Linked DNA regions of Mus musculus: region 2 is linked to region 1. The links are chromatin contacts, called in public Micro-C maps. All regions are on one chromosome and are shown on one strand. The core of a region is the stretch at or near the end of the contact, and the rest is flanking DNA. Distances in the headings are between cores, read along the strand shown. Region 1 overlaps Ssr1 (signal sequence receptor, alpha). Region 2 holds the start of Snrnp48 (small nuclear ribonucleoprotein 48 (U11/U12)).

Region 1 (5,283 bases), core at 952-3,451:
CAATTCTACTGACACTAGTATATAAATCTTAATTCTATGCCTGTTTTTGTTTGGTTTTTAACAAAGAATTGTCTGTCTGTGCAGACTGGACTGTTGGGTTGTCCATTGTCCACGTGGCCTGGGAGCCTCGGGGTGGCCTGGAGCCTCTGGGGTGGCCTCTTTGCTTTGCTTGTTTGTTGTTGGCTTTAAACAGACATTTGTTCTTAGTAGATAGAATTTTAAGAAAAAAATTGTCACGGTCTATAATCCAAGGGATCACATTTTAGGAGCAGGAATACATTTTAATTAACCCTGATCTCCAGAGATCTTAATTGGAAAGCTTTAAAGCGGCTACAAGGTTTATCCTTTGACCCCATCTCTGGGGAGTTTTGAATGCTGACCTACTTTTTTGCCTTTATTAATATGAAAAATTCCCAAACTTCAAGCACTTAAGATTTCAAGACCAAAATTAAGTTGGGTTTGATAAGTTGACTTGAGTCATCCCTGCCTGACCTAGCGACTTCACTTGGCATTGTTGTCACACTTACAAGAAGTTACAGTAATGTTGAATGGGACTTGTAAGAGGCTTCCTTCCCTCTGTCTTTGAAGCCATATTCTGCCTGCGTGTATTATAAGGAAGTGGTAATTTCAGTAGCTTTTCTATTCCTGACCTTTTTCATTCTTGTTTTCTTGTGGTCCAATCCCTTCCACACACAGCTAAAGGAAAGCTACAAAATAAAACACACACAGAAACAAACTTATAAGCTGTTTAACGTGTAAGCCAAAGCCAATAATGATTGAAGGTTTTCTGTGTCTTCTGTAATTGTTAATCACTTTGCAAAAGGGGGTGAAATGTCAAATTGCCTGTATTTGCATTTCTGGACTGTAAACTTTGTATGTAATATAATGTGTGTGGTTTTTAATTGAGCTGTATAATCTGTTTATTTTGAGGCCTACAGAACTGTATGGTTTTTTTACTTAATGTAATATAGGGGACCCTTCTCATTCTCAAAAAAACATTTTCCAAAACCTCTGAATATCTAAATTTGGTAAGCTACTGTAACATACTACAGTAAGGTATAAGTAATTAAAACCTTTAAATGGCCCATAGTGTTTAACTAAAAACCTGATAAAACATGGGGAGGTGGAGGGACTACTACACTTAAAAGCTGCCACGTCGTCATCCCTGAGTAACTGCCTTATAGTCCAGCTCTGTGTGTCTGAGGTCCGAATTAGAGCCTTGGGAGTGTAGGATGTATTACTTCTTAGTGTAGACTGGGAACAGTTGACAACTTGAGTCTTCAGGTGCCAGGCGTCTACTATAGCATCAGTAAGTATTTAGCAGAAACTAACTCCATAATGAATGGAATTCAATTCCACACATGGTTTGTTCAAGCACACTTAATAAGTAGTCTACTTTTAAATGTCTTTTTTTAAAAATGTAAATACTTGGATGAAGCTTTTCTTTGTTTCAATATAGTCATTTACATCATGAACATTGTTTTCAGAATTTATCTTTTGAACAAGTTGGCTTTAGAATCTGTCAAGTGAATGTAAGGATCACGAGTATCAAACTCTGTCACTGGACATTGAGAAGAGTGGACTAAAGCGCGGACCCGCTAGCTCAGGTTGTATGGCTTCATCATTTGGATCATGTGCTGTGTGTAGTAAGGGAGCTGTCCGCCAAAGCTTGGCCTGAGAGGTTTGGAAAGGAGAAGTGAGTGAGGCTCAGTATAAAAGGCTACGGGGGAAGAATCAGGTAGAAATGAGACGTAGCAGTGACGTCAGAAAGTGGAACTTGGTAGGCATCAGCCTGGCATCATCATTAGAGCAGTGAGCACTAGAACACTGAGAGTGGAGGTGGAGGTGTGGTTACGCCCTTCCTGCAGTGTGCAGAGGCCTTCCTGCTCTTGATAGAAAGGACGGTGAGCTTGAGGGTGCATTTGACCCACGACTTTTGTTTGTGTTTATTTGGGGTCTTACAACCTTGAATTCCTTCAGTATGGTGTGAAATCATTACAGTTTAACTCAGAACAGTGTATATGCCCTCATCAAGACTGTGATAGACTAGATCCTTGATTTTTCTTTGAGCTCCAAAATTGTTAGCTTAAATGAAGTAGAGTTAAATTAGGTAGAGTTGAGGTACTTTACTTCCGTGGTGTTGGGTAGCATCGGCAGCCATGTAACGAGTCCGTGAACTTGGCCTGTGTTTCCTAAGTAAATCCTTACTCGGTTCAGAGAGGAGCAGCTGGTTCTCATTTCTTGTTAGCGGTGTGCTTGTATGCTTGTGATGGATGATAGATGCGAGGTTTCGCCTCTGCAAAGTACTTGCTAGGGTGCACAGGACTCAGCAGTTGCAGGTAGCTGAGCAATAGTTGGTTCAGGGCATTAATTGTATTGATGTCTGCTTGGTTCTGTCCCTTTTTCCTTTACACAAAACTAGACTGATTCTCTCTGAAGTGCTGGGAGTCTTTCTGGATTTTAGAATTGGGTGGGAACACACACACTGAGGCTGGGGACCCTGCAGTCAGTCGCCGTTGTAAGAAAGTGGGAAGGGAAGCTGGTTTGTTAAACGTGAGTCCTGAGCTGTGTTCTGCGGTGTCCTCCTATTTATGACTCCTTACAACAGCTCCCTGGGGCAGGCGCGTTGTCCTCTGTACATGGAAAAGAGCCACTGAATTGAAGTGACTTGGAGCCTAACTGTTAAATGTGGCTTCAGAAGTGGCTTTTAAACAAACAAACAAACAAACAAACAAAAAACCTTAGTGTGTTTTCCTTTCACGCATACATCATTTCAGAAATTTTACAAAACCAAGCATTTAGGCAGCTTACAAATCTTTATTTTCTAGAATCCAGCAGCTATAAAGTAGAGATGGTATTGGTATTGAATATACAGATGTGCTTGTACCATGCACACATTGAACACGCTTACCACCTAGCTCATGGGCACTGTGGGAAATGCATTGTGCATCTCTGTACTTAGCTCTGTGTGTGTGTGTGTGTGTATGTGTAGAATTACTTGAATAGGAGATTTAATTTTTATTCGTTAACCACAACACCCCATTAAATCTTCATTAAATAATATATGTTATATGTCTCCCTATTAAAACAGCCATGTTCTTTACAAACATGTGGCAGTGTGTGGTGGTTCATGCCTGTAATCCCAGCCCTGGGAAGGTTGAGGTAGAGGGAACACGGAGACAGATGCCTGGCAACATCATAAGTTCCCGTTTCAAAAACAGAAACCAGTATGTTTGGATTGTTTGATTGGATTTTGTGTTTAAGCTGAAATACCCATATTCATGTTAGAGATGGAGTGTATTATACAGGCAGGTTGGGGTTGGTTCAGGTCTGGGGTTACAAGACTTCTGATTTAGTTTCTATTCAGTTTGGGTTTTCTTTAGGCACAGTAAGACATCACAAAGAAACTCCAGTGCATCTGGAAAGCCCAGAGGATAGCTCTCTGGTGTTGAAGGCACAGGTAATTCGTGCCTGTGTTTTCCCCTAGATGGACTTCTGTAGGTGGTCGTGACAGTTTGTCCTCCCATTAGCATATCTCCCTCTGCCCCATTGTGAGCCCTGAGTCTTGTGTACGGTCTTGTCACACTTAGGTTGAAACCTGTTCCTACCTAAAGAAGCAACAGGGCAAGGTGAGTCTTAGTTTGAGGTCAGCCTGCTCTACTTGGTGTGTTCTAGACCAGCCAGAACTACATAGTGAGACCCTGGAATATAGTGAGTTCAAGACAAGAACTTGGGAGGGGGGCAGAAGGCTGGAGAGATGGCTCAGTGGTTAAGAGCACTGACTGCTCTTCCAAAGGTCCTGAGTTTAATTGCCAGCAACCACATGGTGGCTCACAACTGTCTATAAAAGAATCTGATGCCCTCTTCTGGTGTATCTGAAGACAGCTACAATGTACTCATATAAATAAATAAATCCTTAAAAGATAACAACTAAGCATGACAAAATAAAATATAATAAAAAAGACAAGGACTGGGAGCGTAGTAGCTCGGTTGACAATGTCCTTGCAAGCATGAGGATTTGGGGCTGGTCTCCAGAACCCATGTGCAAATGCCAGGTGTACCATGTTCTGGGGAAGTAGAGGGGCCAGGAGCCTCCCTGGACTTGTTGGCCAGCCCTGCCTCAAAGGTGGCAGTCACCCAAGGTTGTCCTCTGGCTTTCACATACCCTCATTAGAAAATGCAGGCTCGTTTTCACTTGTCATTTTTTGCCAGGGGACTGGCATGGTTCATAAATACTTAGGTGGGGCTGGAAAGAGGGCTCAGAGAGCGTTTAGTGCTCTTGAAGAGGACCCGAGTCAGTTCCTAACACCCATATTGGGTGGTTCAGAACAGCACTTCATATATATATGGTTGAAATAATTCCTTGTAAGATGAATAAAAATTCCTAGTATTGAACTCATTAGCCATGAAGCTGAATGAAAAGCTGTTGAGGTGTGATCTGTCCCCGTGGAAACTAGAAGGCACCTAGGTCTAAAGCTATGACCACTAATGAAAAGTTTATCCACAATCAGGTTCTTCATATGCTGAGTGAGAATGTGAAATTCTGCTTTTTTATTTGTTCTGTTAACTACAGACCACTAGTCAGTACAGCAATATCAAGAGGTGTTTCAAAATACTGTGTACTTAGAAAAGGGGAGGGGGAGGCCACATAGCACCAGAGTTCAGATTCCAGGGTCGCAGTTAGAGGCAACTTTGGTTTCTTCTCTGATGGGTTGCCTTCTGCCCCCTGGGTGGTTAGGTGTTTCTGGAGTCAGATGCATGCAGTGTGTCTTTTACACAACCACCCGTGACTGGTGGCTCCTCCTGTGAATGTGTGGTACTGTTGCACTGCCCATGAAGTACAGGGAGGGGCGACAGGGTGCTTCGTGGATGTAGATGAGAAGGAATACAGTCCACTAACTATGCAAGGACAGTTCTTTCTTGGAAGAAGAGTAAAAGTGCTAAGTGTGTGTGGGTGACTAGCGTGGGTGCGCTAGGCTCAGTCCCCAGTACAGAAGGGAAAAGGTAGGAAGGGCATGTAGTGTGCCTAGTCTGGTGGGTTAGTGATGAACCAGAGGGAGAAGGCTGGCAGGGCAGGTCTTACAGTCAGCTTACAAGCTGGTGGCTCTTTGTCAGCATGTTTAAAGCGGTTATATTTCCAGTGAAGTTGTTGGCCTTCAGAAAACCATGAACTTACCTCTCAGAATTCCTTTCAGCACCTGGCAGTGGCACATGCCTTTAATCCTGGCACTTAGGAGGCAAGGCAGGTTGGTCTATGTGAGTTTGAGGCCAACCTGGTCTACA
Region 2 (5,283 bases), core at 1,544-4,043, 230 kb before region 1:
CGTCACTGTTCCTTCTCTGGATTACAACAGCTATCTTACTGCTCCCCATCTCTGCTTCCAGGATGGCTGCTCTCTACTACATTCTACTACACTCTCCACCATGTAGCCATTTTGGAAACCCCAGCTCTCCCATTTACTAACTATAAGAGGTAATATAACTAACTTCTCCTTGAGCTACTTTCTTTTTCTAAAAAAAGAAGCAATGGACCCTTATCTCACAAAGATATCATGAAGATTAAATAAATATAAATATCTGGGTTTATACACAGAAACCATTTGAAGTAGGGCTTGGTACTCTGCACTAAATACATATTAGTGGGTATTTTATTAAAACACAAATTTAATTTGGATATTCCCTGACTTAAAGTCTGTCTATGCCTCCCCTGTTGCCATTGTTTTTTCATAAAAAGGCAAACAAACAGAAAACAAGATTCTCCAATGTGCCTGACAAGGGCCTTTATAAGGCTCCTTATAACCTATACAGCCCCTACCTGCTACCATTGTACTTCCCATTTAGATCATGGAGCAAAGGCGGGGCTACAAGCAATTCTCCTCCTCATGTTCTAACCATCCTTAAGCACTTGAGGCTCTCTAATCTTATCATCTAAGCCAGGACTTCTAGGTCTGCTGATGCTTTCTCTGTGCTTGACCTAACTAATTCTACTCAGTTGTTGTTGTTGTTGTTGTTGTTATTTTGGTCAGGGCTGGGGAGATGTCTCAGTAAAAGAAGCAAAAGGACTGGAGTTCAAATCCTTAGAACCCATGCAAAAAATGGGTATGGTTAATATGCACCTGCAATTTCATTGTTCCCACAGAGATAGAAGATAGAAGGGAAAATAGCCAGAAGCTCACAGGCCAGCTAGAATGATGATGGCAATATCAAGACAACAAGAGACCCGAAACAAGGTAAAAGTTGAGGACCCATTACCCAGGCCATACCCCCACACATATCCATAAGTTTGTTTTTTTTTTTTAAGATTTGTTTATTCATTATATGTAAGTACATTGTAGCTGTCTTCAGACACTCCAGAAGAGGGCGTCAGATCTTGTTACGGATGGTTGTGAGCCACCATGTATGTGGTTGCTGGGATTTGAACTCTGGACCTTCGGAAGAGCAGTCGGGTACTATTACCCACTGAGCCATCTCACCAGCCCCCATAAGTTTTTTAAAGGCTTATTCATTTAGGTATTTTATGTATATGAGTGTTCTTCCTGTATACCTGCACACCAGAAGAGGGCATCAAATCCCATAGGGTTTGATGAGCCATCATGTGGTTGCTGGGATTGAACTCAGGACCTCTGGAAGAGGAACCAGCACTCTTAACCGCTGAGCCATCTCTCTAGCCTAGCCCCACGCAGATTTTAAAGAATATACTTTTCTAGATGCTTTTTCTGACCCATCATAGTCTATAATAACCAGTACTACAAAAATTTCAACTCCCCCCATTACAGACTTTGCCACACAATAACAGCTGTCATTTCTTTACCCCTCCCCCCACTGTTACCATGACAAACTCTACAAGTGCACATGAAACATGGAAATTGATTAATTATCTGGACTAGTCTCAAAACTATCAATGTCATTTACCAGATTTTTTAAGCCAGTTACAACAGTGAGTATCAGATAATCATGTACTTCACGGTTTACTGGATAATCTGGGAGTTTTACAATGGACTTTCATATAGCGGTTAAGCAAAATACACCTCAGAAATCAGAAGGCCTGCAAGTCCCAGTTGCCAATCCCACTGGGATGTTTTTGTTTCTTCATTTGTAAAATGCTGCCAATTATTCTAGCCTCCTTGGGATACGAATTTTAAATGAAGTAACGCAGTGCCATTTAGAACGTGTTAAGTGTTAATATCACGATGTTGTCTAATATCTCGATAATAAATGAAGGAGTGGTGGGGCCCTCCATTCTCAATGGTCTGGAAATTTCATAAAATTATCAATTCATACCTCAAACTTTTTCAGTTGTCCCCCAAATCCATTTTTACAGCATCGTTACTAGGCTTTAAGCCATGAACTATATTGGTTAATTCACAACTCCAAATATACTTGTAAAGGTACAATGAAGGGTTTTTTTTCTTTCCAATTTCCACTTCAATTTTAAGACAATGGTGATTAGCTTGTACGTAAATTGCATATATCTTAAATATTTCCATCGACATATGACTTAAACCTTGTTACTGCATCATAGTAAATGAAGAGGGTATAAGAAATCACCGCGCAACGCAAATTCCCTCTATCCTGCACCTATTAAATAAGTCAGGATAATTCACTCTAATACACTCCTTAGGGGTCCGCTACTAGCTACCATTCCTTGGTGGCGCCCTTTAATCGTCCCACAATCGGTCCTGTCCGAGTGGGAAGCGTCCGGGTTTAAGATAGAGAAAAGTGAACACTGAATCTAACGCAATGCAGAATCCTTATATCATGACGAAGCAAATCGCCAACCTCAGCAGCAGCGCCCCCGGGATATGCACCGGACGAGCCCTGTCCTCCCCTGCATCGCACCGGGATGGAGAGAAGTGGGCTCCCCGGGCGCCTTTCCCACGGCGAGAAGTCAGCGGCCCGGGAAAGGCCGGGCAACCTCGCCCCTCACCTCGGCCTCCGCCTCGTCCCCGGGGTCCAGCTGATCCAGGCTCCATCCCAGGGACGCCGTCACCTCCTCCAGCGTCCGGCAGCAGCTCTCCACAAACTCGCTCAGCTCCTCCTGGAGCCGACGCCGCTCTTCCAGAGGAGGAGGTTCGGTCTCCATGATGGCAGCTCACCTCAGGCAGGAAGAGGCGGAACTGCTGGGCGCGCACGAGCTTCTGGGCGCGCACGGGCTTCTGGGAGCCGTGGGCGGGGCCCCGGGATGGCGCCAGCCTATCGGGAAGAGCCGACGGGCAGGGCGGAAGCGGTAGTTTTGAAAGGTGTTTCCACGCTCTTCTGGGTTTAGTTTGCGTAGCAGGTTAGAACTTGCGTCCCAGCTTTGAGCATCATTCCGCTGCTCCTTCGATGTTTTTAGGAGAAATTATTTATATCGGCAGGAAAGTTTAAAGAACAACACAGAAAGTGTCAGTGTAGCCTTTCTCCAGCTCATTAGCGTTTTCCCTCTTACAATTACTTCTAGATTCTTTATCCCAAATGCTATTATGCACATCCTCAGAACATTTTCCTACATAATCACAATGCATGATCAAACAGAAAATTCCTGAAACGGCTCTTCAAATTCTTTTTAAAGCAATTTATTATGTTTTAACCAATTGGCTATAATTGGTTATTATTTCTTAATTTAGAACAGGACTGGTTAAGAGCATTGACTGCTCTTCCAGAGGTGTCCTGAGTTCAGTTCCCAGGAACCACAAGGTGGCTCACAACCATCTAAAATGGGATCTGATACCCTCTTCTGGTGTGTCTGAAGACAGCTACAGTGTACTCCTATACATTAGATAAATAGATAGATAGATATATCTTTAAGAAAGAAAGGAAGAGGGCTGGTGAGATGGCTCAGTGGGTAAGAGCACCCGACTGCTCTTCCGAAGGTCCGAAGTTCAAATCCCAGCAACCACATGGTGGCTCACAACCACCCGTAATGAGATCTGATGCCCTCTTCTGGTGTGTCTGAAGACAGCTACAGTGTACTTACATATAATAAATAAATAAATCTTTGAAAGAAAGGAAGGAAGGAAGAGAGAGAGCCAGGCTCTTGGCCAGCACTTGGAAGGCAGACACTTGGGAGGCAGATTTCTGAGTTCGAGGCCAGCCTGGTCTAAAGTGAGTTCCAGGACAGCCAGGGATATACAGAGAAACCCTGTTGTGTGTGTGTGTGTGAGAGAGAGAGAGAGAGAGAGAGACTGTGCTGGGGTATCTAAGAGACCAAATTCCTGTCTGAGTTACATTTGGCTTCTCCTCCTGAGAGTGGTGGTCCTGAATTCGAAATCACTAGGTGGTCATTGGCCACACTGTATTCACTGAGACTAAATGTTAGTTCAGTGACAGTTTAACAGTTTGTAAAGCATCCTGTTAACAACATAGAATACTGTAACTCTCAGGTAGTAACATGCTGTCTTGAATATTTTTCATGTAAAAAGTGCATTTTATGATATTTTGCATATATGTCTGTGTACCACATGGATGCCTGTTGCCAGAGTAGCAGTTAGCTATGCAGTCATTTTTCTAAAAGGGGAATTTGATATAGATAAGCTCAATTCAATAAAAACCAAATATAAACATTTTTGTTTATAATAAAATTATCAAAAGCAGGTTTATGAGTCATCCTGGAACTCACCATGTGGTTGTGTCAAATAACCAATTTAATAACAAGTGTGTCAGAAGCAGAAACCTTATGGATGATCACGGCGTGCTTATCTAAAGAAAGGTCATTGCTAATAAAGACACACGCTACATGTTCATAATAAAAATCACATGAAAAAAACACTATTGTCACAGGCATACTCAGAGGCCCAACTCAGGCGATTCTAGATTTTGTCAGCTTCACAGTTAACACTAACCACCATAGTATAGTGTTCTGTTCACATCTTAAAACTTAATTCATAGGTGGGGGTGGGGGTGCTGAGGCTGGGGGGAGGGGGAGGGGAAATGAATTAAGTTTTAAAATTGAGCATTATTATTTCATTATCATAATAGTTCCTGTTACTATCCAAATTTGTCTGAATTTGGCCAGTGGAAGTCATCTTCTTCCATCCCCCATGTCTTTGACACAGCTCTTTTATTATAGTGTCATGCACTTTGCTTTATACACAAGTGTATCTCTTCCCTTGTACGACTCCACATTTAATCTTCCTGTATTGTTTTGATCCCTAGAACTGAATCACATTTGCCTCCATATCAGATCTTTGCTTCTCTCCCCACATCGTTTACCACCAGTGGAAGAAATAGAAAGGGAAATTTTGGCTGCCAATCATTTCCAATGGCATAGTTCCCACCTTTTAATTTAAAGGAAGAAGAAGAAGAAGAAGAAGAAGAAGAAGAAGAAGAAGAAGAAGAAGAAGAAGAAGAAGAAGAAGAAGAAGAAATAGTAACTTTAGTCACTAACCGATAAGAAATGACTATTATGAAGAAAACATGGCAGCAGTCAAAAGACAGCCAGGGTTGAGTTCTAGAGCCATTAGTCACACTCCTCTCATGCTGTCCCTTTTATCTTAGTTTCATAGCCAAATGGTAGGTGTTAGATTACAGACCAGCTAACTGTGTCCCTTCCCTGCCCCTTCCCAAGAATTCCCAGAATTCTGGCTGCAGCTGATAAATGCCTGCTGTGGAGGTTAGAGCACACAGCA

Evidence for each region. A called contact is a pair of places that touch in the nucleus more often than the background predicts.
Region 2: a contact with region 1 is called in a Micro-C map of palatal mesenchyme, with 2.3 times the contacts expected there. The contact joins the promoter of Snrnp48 here to the enhancer-like site in region 1. A contact is called at or near these places in 13 of 39 promoter capture datasets (the 3T3-L1 cell line, the HPC-7 cell line, cranial neural crest and 8 more), 74 of 484 Hi-C or Micro-C datasets (B cells, the Ba/F3 cell line, the C10 cell line and 44 more), 3 of 115 datasets of contacts at active chromatin or transcription factors (effector CD8 T cells, extraembryonic endoderm stem cells and regulatory T cells) and 2 of 9 other capture datasets (embryonic stem cells and liver).

Annotation. Positions count from the first base shown.
Region 1 is chr13:37,973,814-37,979,096 of GRCm38.p6, reverse strand. Ssr1 (signal sequence receptor, alpha) reads left to right here. Exons shown (of 8, transcript NM_025965.4): 8 at 1-5,283. It overlaps Gm52041 (a long non-coding RNA gene), which reads right to left. Exons shown (of 2, transcript XR_003950625.1): 2 at 4,555-5,283. Among named protein-coding and RNA genes, the nearest start is that of Gm52041, 10 kb to the right of the region's middle. Within about 2 kb of position 2,201, at least 2 of the 459 cell types and tissues checked have an H3K27ac peak or open chromatin away from gene starts, as enhancers often do. A contact at or near this core is called in palatal mesenchyme, where this site is marked.
Region 2 is chr13:38,202,449-38,207,731 of GRCm38.p6, reverse strand. Snrnp48 (small nuclear ribonucleoprotein 48 (U11/U12)) reads right to left here and starts at 2,793. Exons shown (of 9, transcript NM_026382.2): 1 at 2,604-2,793. The coding sequence starts at 2,759.